2 separate regions of the Macaca mulatta genome follow, and region 1 is linked to region 2. The links are chromatin contacts, called in public Hi-C maps. All regions are on one chromosome and are shown on one strand. The core of a region is the stretch at or near the end of the contact, and the rest is flanking DNA. Distances in the headings are between cores, read along the strand shown.

What was found. Hi-C and Micro-C count contacts between places; a contact is called where the count stands out from the background.
Region 1: a contact with region 2 is called in a Hi-C map of blood, with 3 times the contacts expected there. The contact joins the promoter of EEF1A1 here to the enhancer-like site in region 2. A contact is called at or near these places in 4 of 14 Hi-C or Micro-C datasets (CD4 T cells, blood, cortical neurons and 1 more).

Annotation. Positions count from the first base shown.
Region 1 is chr4:112,150,570-112,154,263 of T2T-MMU8v2.0, reverse strand. It overlaps EEF1A1 (eukaryotic translation elongation factor 1 alpha 1), which reads right to left and starts at 1,705. Exons shown (of 8, transcript NM_001195750.1): 1 at 1,693-1,705; 2 at 573-746; 3 at 39-218. The coding sequence starts at 716.
Region 2 is chr4:112,090,580-112,094,113 of T2T-MMU8v2.0, reverse strand. No RefSeq gene overlaps it. Among named protein-coding and RNA genes, the nearest start is that of EEF1A1, 60 kb to the left of the region's middle. Within about 2 kb of position 2,178, at least 24 of the 40 cell types and tissues checked have an H3K27ac peak or open chromatin away from gene starts, as enhancers often do. A contact at or near this core is called in CD4 T cells and blood, where this site is marked.

The sequences.
Region 1 (3,694 bases), core at 456-2,955, 61 kb before region 2:
AAAAAAAAAAACAACCTAGAATTATTAATCCCACCAACCTGAGATGTCCCTGTAATCATGTTTTTGATGAAGTCTCTGTGTCCTGGGGCATCAATGATAGTCACATAATACTTGCTGGTCTCAAATTTCCACAAGGAGATATCAATGGTGATACCACGTTCCCGCTCAGCTTTCAGTTTATCCAAGACCCAGGCATACTTGAAGGAGCCCTTTCCCATCTGTAAGGATTAAGAGTTGTTACTTGGTTACTAACACACAAACTCCAGCTTCAATTTCTTTGCCCCCAGCCCTTAATTGGCACATAGTTTCCACTTTACAACTGCAAGTCCTAAGCAATTTTAGTCACTTAGATAGGGTTACAGAAGCAACCAAAAAGCAAACTTTTTAAAGTAGGATCTTGACTATTAATATCCAAATCGAAACTACTCACTAGCAATACGGTTACAGAAGTAACCAAAAGCAAACTATTTTAATAAGTAGGGTCAGATCTAAACCACTCACTAGTTCTGGGGAAATCACTACCACTTAATGATTCTGCTGGTAAAACTCATTTTAGTTCATCTTTCCCATACCTCAGCAGCCTCCTTCTCAAATTTTTCAATGGTTCTTTTGTCGATGCCACCGCATTTGTAGATCAGATGGCCAGTAGTGGTGGACTTGCCCGAATCTACGTGTCCAATGACGACAATGTTGATATGAGTCTTTTCCTTTCCCATTTTGGCTTTTAGGGGTAGTTTTCACGACACCTGAAATGGGAGAAAAAAACTTTGAACCACTGTCTGAAGCTTGAGAATAAGCCAAGATCCAAATTCGAAAAGGGCAAATTCCAAGGAGAATTACATCGAGCGCCAAGCTGGCCTAACTCTTCAGTCTCCACCCACCAAGTGTGGGGAAACTCCACCGCACAAAACCCCTCCCCCAAACCTAAGGAAGACGTACTCCAAAAGCTCGGAGAACTAATCGAGGTGCCTGGACGGCGCCCGGTACTCCGTGGGGTCACATGAAGCGGCGACCGAGGAGGGAAAGGCCCTTTTCCTTTGTGTGGGTGACTCACCCGCCCGCTCTCCCGGGCGCCGCGTCCTCCATTTTGAGCTCCCTGCGGCAGGGCCGGGAAGCGGCCATCTTTCCGCTCACGCAACTGGTGCCGACCGGGCCAGGCTTGCCGACCAGGGCGGGGCGACACACCGCCGCGCGAGGCCCGGCACCAGAGCAGGACGGCCAGCTTGAGACTCCCCCCGTCCGACTCTCGGTGGCCGCGCTCGCAGGCCCCGCCTCGCCGAACATGTGCGCTGGGACGCACGAGCCCCGTCGCAGCCCGCGGCCCCCAAAACCCCAATATCAGTGTGCAGATCCTGGTCCGCATTTATAAGATTATCTCGCCAGGAAAAAGGCGTTGCAGCTGGTCATCAAAAATTTTAAATGGCTAGAAACTTAGTGAAAGCAGCGGGGCAGGCGCGAAGGTGCTACCAGATTCGCACGCGGCAGCCCCAGAGCCCAAGCCAGGCCTCGACTCAAGCACGAGGCGAAGGGACTCCTTAAGTGCAAGGCCTCGACCTCTCCCACCCACTTCCAACCCGAAGCTCGGGATCAAGAATCACGTACAGCGGCCAGGGGCGTGTAAGTAATAAAAGGCACGCGAGGGCCATAGCCCGTAAAGAGGCCAGGCCCGCAGGAGCCACACACAGTACTTACCTGTGTTCTGGCGGCAAACCCGTTGCGAAAAAGAACGTTCACAGCGACTACTGCACTTATATACGGTTCTCCCCCACCCTCGGGAAAAGGGCGGAGCCAGTACACGACATCACTTTCCCAGTTTACCCCGCGCCACCTTCTCTAGGCACCGGTTCAATTGCCGACCCCTCCCCCCAACTTCTCGGGGACTGTGGGCGATGTGCGCTCTGCCCACTGACGGGCACCGGAGCCTCACGCATGCTCTTCTCCACCTTGGTGATGACGAGAGCGGGCGTGTGAGGGGGCGGGAACGCAGCGATCTCTGGGTTCTAGGTTAGTGGGAGTTTAACGACGGTCCCTGGGATTCCCCAAGGCAGGGGCGAGTCCTTTTGTATGAATTACTCTCAGCTCCGGCCGGGGCGGGGGGGGAAGAGGAGGGGGAGGGGGAGGCGACGAGGTGGCGGCCTGGAAGGGACGTCCAGAATCTTTCCTCTACCATTGCTAGCTTAGCCCCAAAGGTTGTGTTGAGATTAGGGTGTACCTTCGCCCCCCAATCAGCCTCCTGTCCTCAGCCTTGCTATCTCGCTAGTCCGTGACAAATCCCTAGAGCGTCGTCTTCTGCCGGTCTCAGCCCAGCCCCGGGTTGGCTCCTCCTCCGCCCCGGCTTCCGCGCCCCTCCCGCGTGGCAAGGAGTACCAGGCCCGGGGACCCCGAGGGGCTTGGGGCGAAGGGTCTGGACTGGAGGACTCCTTAACGGCTCACGGACCTGCGAGAGGTTCGGCTCGATGGCCGTGAGCTCGACGAATCCGCTCCTGTGCTGGCCTCTTGGCTCCTTCCATTCAAAGCCAGCTGCTTTTATCAAAGCCCGTAACACGTCATCTCCCCCTGGTACTCCAGATGTCCAGGCTTTCAGTTTAGAATAGACTCAGTCCTACAGTTAGCTTTAGATCTAATTCTAGTTTTGTTACGCCAAAAAGTTCCTGCGAGTGTGTGTGTGCCTCATGGTACTTTTTAAATTAAAAGGTGTACAGTCATTTGATTGCAAACATAAGGAAGCTAAAAAGCTTTCAAATTCAGATTTTCCACGTGATCTCATGTAGAGACTAAGATCTACAGCATCAGCAAGTTTATCCACCCAGTTTCCTAACCCCAACACTTGCTATGAAGTCACAGCTTCTCCTATTTAAATAAGTGCCTATTATATTTAAATAAGTGCTTTCTTTTTCTGTCATCCTATAGATTGTAACTGCATTTTAGCATAAATCTAGGGCAAGATTGGATGAGCTTGGCCGTTTTGGATGGCTATCAAGACAGGCCTTGGGAAATGCTCCTCTGAGGAATGAAGAACGTTTATTTTTAATGAGCTAATTACTAGATCATTATGTTTCTTCTTCCAGCTGTAGAATATTACTGCCCAGCTTCTCGAACAAACTTATTTATTAACAAGTATTTGAGAACCTACTATGTGGCCAACGCTAAGTACTGTGGAGTTCCTTCTGGAGAGGAACCCACAATCAAATTGGAAGAGGAAAACAAGTTGGGAAGCAGTTAAAGGCAAACGCGTATGGTGCTTTCTTGGTTTTTGTATCTTTGTAGTATAAAGTTTTCCTAGTCCATTCGGTTTTCACAGTCCACTTTTTTTTCCTTCTTTTTTTTTTTTCCGGATGGAGTCCTACTCTGTTGCCCAGGCTGGGGTGCAGTGGCGCGATCTCGGCTCACTGCAAGTTCTGCCTCCCAGGTTCAAGCTATTCTCCTGCCTCAGTCTCCGGAGTAGCTGGGGCTACAAGCGCGCCCCACAAATTTTTGTATTTTTAGAAGAGACGGAGTTTCACCATGTTGGCCAGGCTGGTCTCGAACTGCTGACCTCAAGTGATCCACCCGCCTCAGTCTCCCATAGTGCTGGGATTACAGGCGTGAGCCACGGCGCCCAGCCACAGTCAAAAGTTTTTCCTCAAGCCCCTGTGATTGCGGATAATAGTAAACGCTTTATAAATACCTTACAGAGAATGTTTTTTAAAATATC
Region 2 (3,534 bases), core at 929-3,428:
TTAAGTGATTCTCCTGCCTCAGCCTCTCCAGTAGCTGGGACTACAGGTGTGTGCCACCACGCCCAGCTAATTTTTGTATTTTTAGTAGAGACAGGGTTTCACCATGTTGGCCAGGCTAGCCTCAATCTCTTGACCTCGTGATCCGCCTGCCTCAGCCTCCCAAAGTGCTGGGATTACAGGCATGAGCCACCGGGCCCGGCCTGTGGATATGCTTTCTTAGGGACTTCAGCAAATCACTCTGGGACATATACCCAGATGTAGGGCATATATACAGGGCCAAAGGACACATTTTTATTTAATTCAAATACAAACATTTTGCTTTCTGGAATGGGTTTGCCAGTTTATATCCCACACCCACTCCCTTTGTGGACAAGAATTTTTGTCTTCCCACGTCCTTTGCCAACACTTAGCATCAGGTTTTATAATTTTTTTTATTTTTTTAGATGGAGTTTTGCTCCTGTTGCCCAGGCTGGAGTGCAATGGTGTGATATTGGCTCACTGCAACCTCCACCCCCTGGGTTCAAGTGATTCACCTACATCAGCCTGCCTAGTAGCTGGGATTACAGGCGCCCGCCACCACACCTGGCTTATTTATTTATTTTTAGTAGAGATGGGTTTTGCCATGTTGGCCAGGTTGAGTCTCGAGCCCCTGACCTCAGGTGATCGCCTGCCTCGGCCTCCCAAAGTGCTGGGATTACCGGTATGAGCTACCATGCCTGGCCATGTTTTCTAATTTTTGCCAATCTGATGAATCTAAAGTAATATTTCACTATAGCTTTAGTGTGCATTTCTTTTCTTCTTTCCTTTCCTTTTCTTTTTTCCTTTTTTTTTTTGAGATGGAGTTTTGTTTTTGTAGCCCAGGCTGGAGTGCAGTGGTGCCACCTTGGCTCACTGCAACCTCCACCTCCCGGGTTCAAGCAATTCTCCTCTCTCAGCCTCCCTAGTAGCTGGGATTACAGGTGCCCACCACTACGCCCAGCTACTTTTTGTATTTTTAGTAGAGACAGGGTTTTACCATGTTGGCCAGGCTGGGCTCGAACTCCTGACCTCAGGTGATCCACCTGCCTTGGCCTCCCAAAGTGCTGGGATTACAGGTGTGAGCCACTGTGTCCGGCCTTCTTTTTTTTTTCTTTATACATTTTTTTCATTCTTTTCTTTGTTTTATTTTATTGTTTTATAGAGGAGGGGGGGTCTCACTATGTTGCCCAGGCTGGTCTTGAACTCCTAGAGTAATCCTTCTGCGTCAGCCTCCCAAAGTGCTAGGATTGCAGATGTTACAGATGTGAGCCACCACGCCCAGCCTGAAATATCTTCTTAGTGTTAAAAAAAAGAGAAGTGCATTATAATAGATATTGTAGGCTGGGCATGGTGGCTCACGCCTGTAATCCCAGCATTTCAGGAGGCCAAGGTGGGTGGATCGTGAGGTCAGGAGTTGAAGACCAACCTGGCCACGATGGTGAAACCCCGTCTCTACTAAAAATACAAAAAAATCAGCTAGGTGTGGTGGCGGGCGCCTGTAATCCCAGATACTGGGGAGGCTGAGGCGGAGAATTGCTTGAACCCAGGAGGTGGAGGTTGCAGTCAGCTGAGATTGTGCCACTGCACTCCAGCCTGGGTGACAGAGCGAAACTCTGTCTCAAAAAAAAAAAAAAAAAAAAAAAAAATTACATATTATATGGGTGATTTATACAATATACAGACTTGAATTTCCTCTAACAGTATTCATTACTTCATACAAAACAGTTCTTCTTCTTCTTCTTTTTTTTTTTTCTGAGATGGAGTCTTGCTCTATTGCCCAGGCTGGAGTACAGTGGTGTGATCTCGGCTCACTGCAACTTCTGCCTCCTAGGTTCCAGTGATTCTCCTGCCCCAGCCTCCTGAGTAGCTAGGACTACGGGCTCACGCCACCATGCCCAGTGAATTTTTGTATTTTTAGTAGAGACGAGGGTTCACTGTGTTGGTCAGGCTGATCTCAAACTCCTGACCTTACACTTAAGGTCACCTTCGGCCTCCTTCTCCCACCTCAGCCTCCCAAAGTGCTGGGATTATAAGTGTGAGCCACCATGCCAAGCCCAAAACAGTTCTTAAGCCTTAAAAAGACCAGACTCTTTATCCTTTCCAGATCACTTTCAATATCAACAAAACTTCTGGAGAAAGTTCAAGTTTCAGGCTGTAGAGTGAGGGCTGTAAAATGTGCTTAACACAAGGGGCTATTTGTGGTGCTCTAAAGCATGACCGGGACCACGATGCACACTTGATCGGAGAGGCGATAACACTGTTGGACATGTTAGCATATTTCAGTTGTTTCTGACGGTGAGAGTGCTTAAGAAAAAGATTTAATACAATATACATGTATATTCCTACCCCTCTACCAAAGTCTAGACGATTAAGACTGAGAATGTGTGTGAGGGGAAACGGATAGTTTCAATAGTTTTTTAGCTCAGTTGTGCAACGGTGGCTTCTCACTCGCAAGCACAGGACTGGTAGTGATGTAACACTTCTAAGTTTCCGCCTCCCCCAACATCAAGATAAAGTGAAAGTAAACAGATACTTGGAAAATTACTAGTGTTCTTCCTCCTCCAGGCACATAAGAAAAGGGGGCAGAAAATTCCTTACATTTCATTTCCTTTCAGTATTGCTTATGCTCACAGCTTTCCATTGCAGAGCTCCTAGAAAGAATTTTCTATATTATCCTTTGAGAGTACAAACTTTTATAGTTGGCTTTTCTGCTTACGGTTGCTCTAAAAGGCAGAGGCATCTGAAAAGGCTTTGTGATCCGTCTTAATTTGCATGTCTATGAGAAAGATAATTTATTTTTTAACTGAAATTAGATATTTACCCCATGTCTCCTCTTCTGAGGCAGTAACATGCTTTTACTGAGAGGAACCAGCCATTTCCTATTGTGTTCTTCCTGCCTTCATATTTAAATGTTACATCAGTCTTTTTCTGTTTGGGGGAATTTCTCTCTCTCTTTTCTTTTTTCTGAGACCACGTCTGGCTCTGTCACTCAGGCTGGAGGACAGTCGTGTGATCTTGGCTCACTGCAGCCTTAACCACTTGGGCTCAAGCTATCCTCCCACCTCAGCCTCCTGAGTAGCTGAGACCACAGGCACACACCACCATGGCCGGCTTTTTTGTTTGTTTGTTTTGTTTTTGTGATAGCTTTGGTCCCAATATTTGGGGGAATTTTATTTTGAACATCCAGAGAGGAGATAAGATAATCTACTCTGCAATGGTGTCTAAACTCAGATGCCTCTATTTCTGATTTCCTGAAAATGAAACAAAGGCTGAAGTAAGAAAGACCTTACCATGGCTAATACAAACTGCTGTCTTCAGCGTTTGTCTCATGTTCTTTCATAAACTGGATTCTCAAGGTCAGTTGGCACGCTTCTTTCCCATTGGATTTGCTTGCTGGGTGGATAATAATGCTTTTACATGAGAGGTTTTGAAGGCTGGAGCTTATAAAGAAAAACGTTTGATAAATAAAAATGTGAGCTCCAGGAGAAAAGGGACTTGGCTTATTATTATTATTAT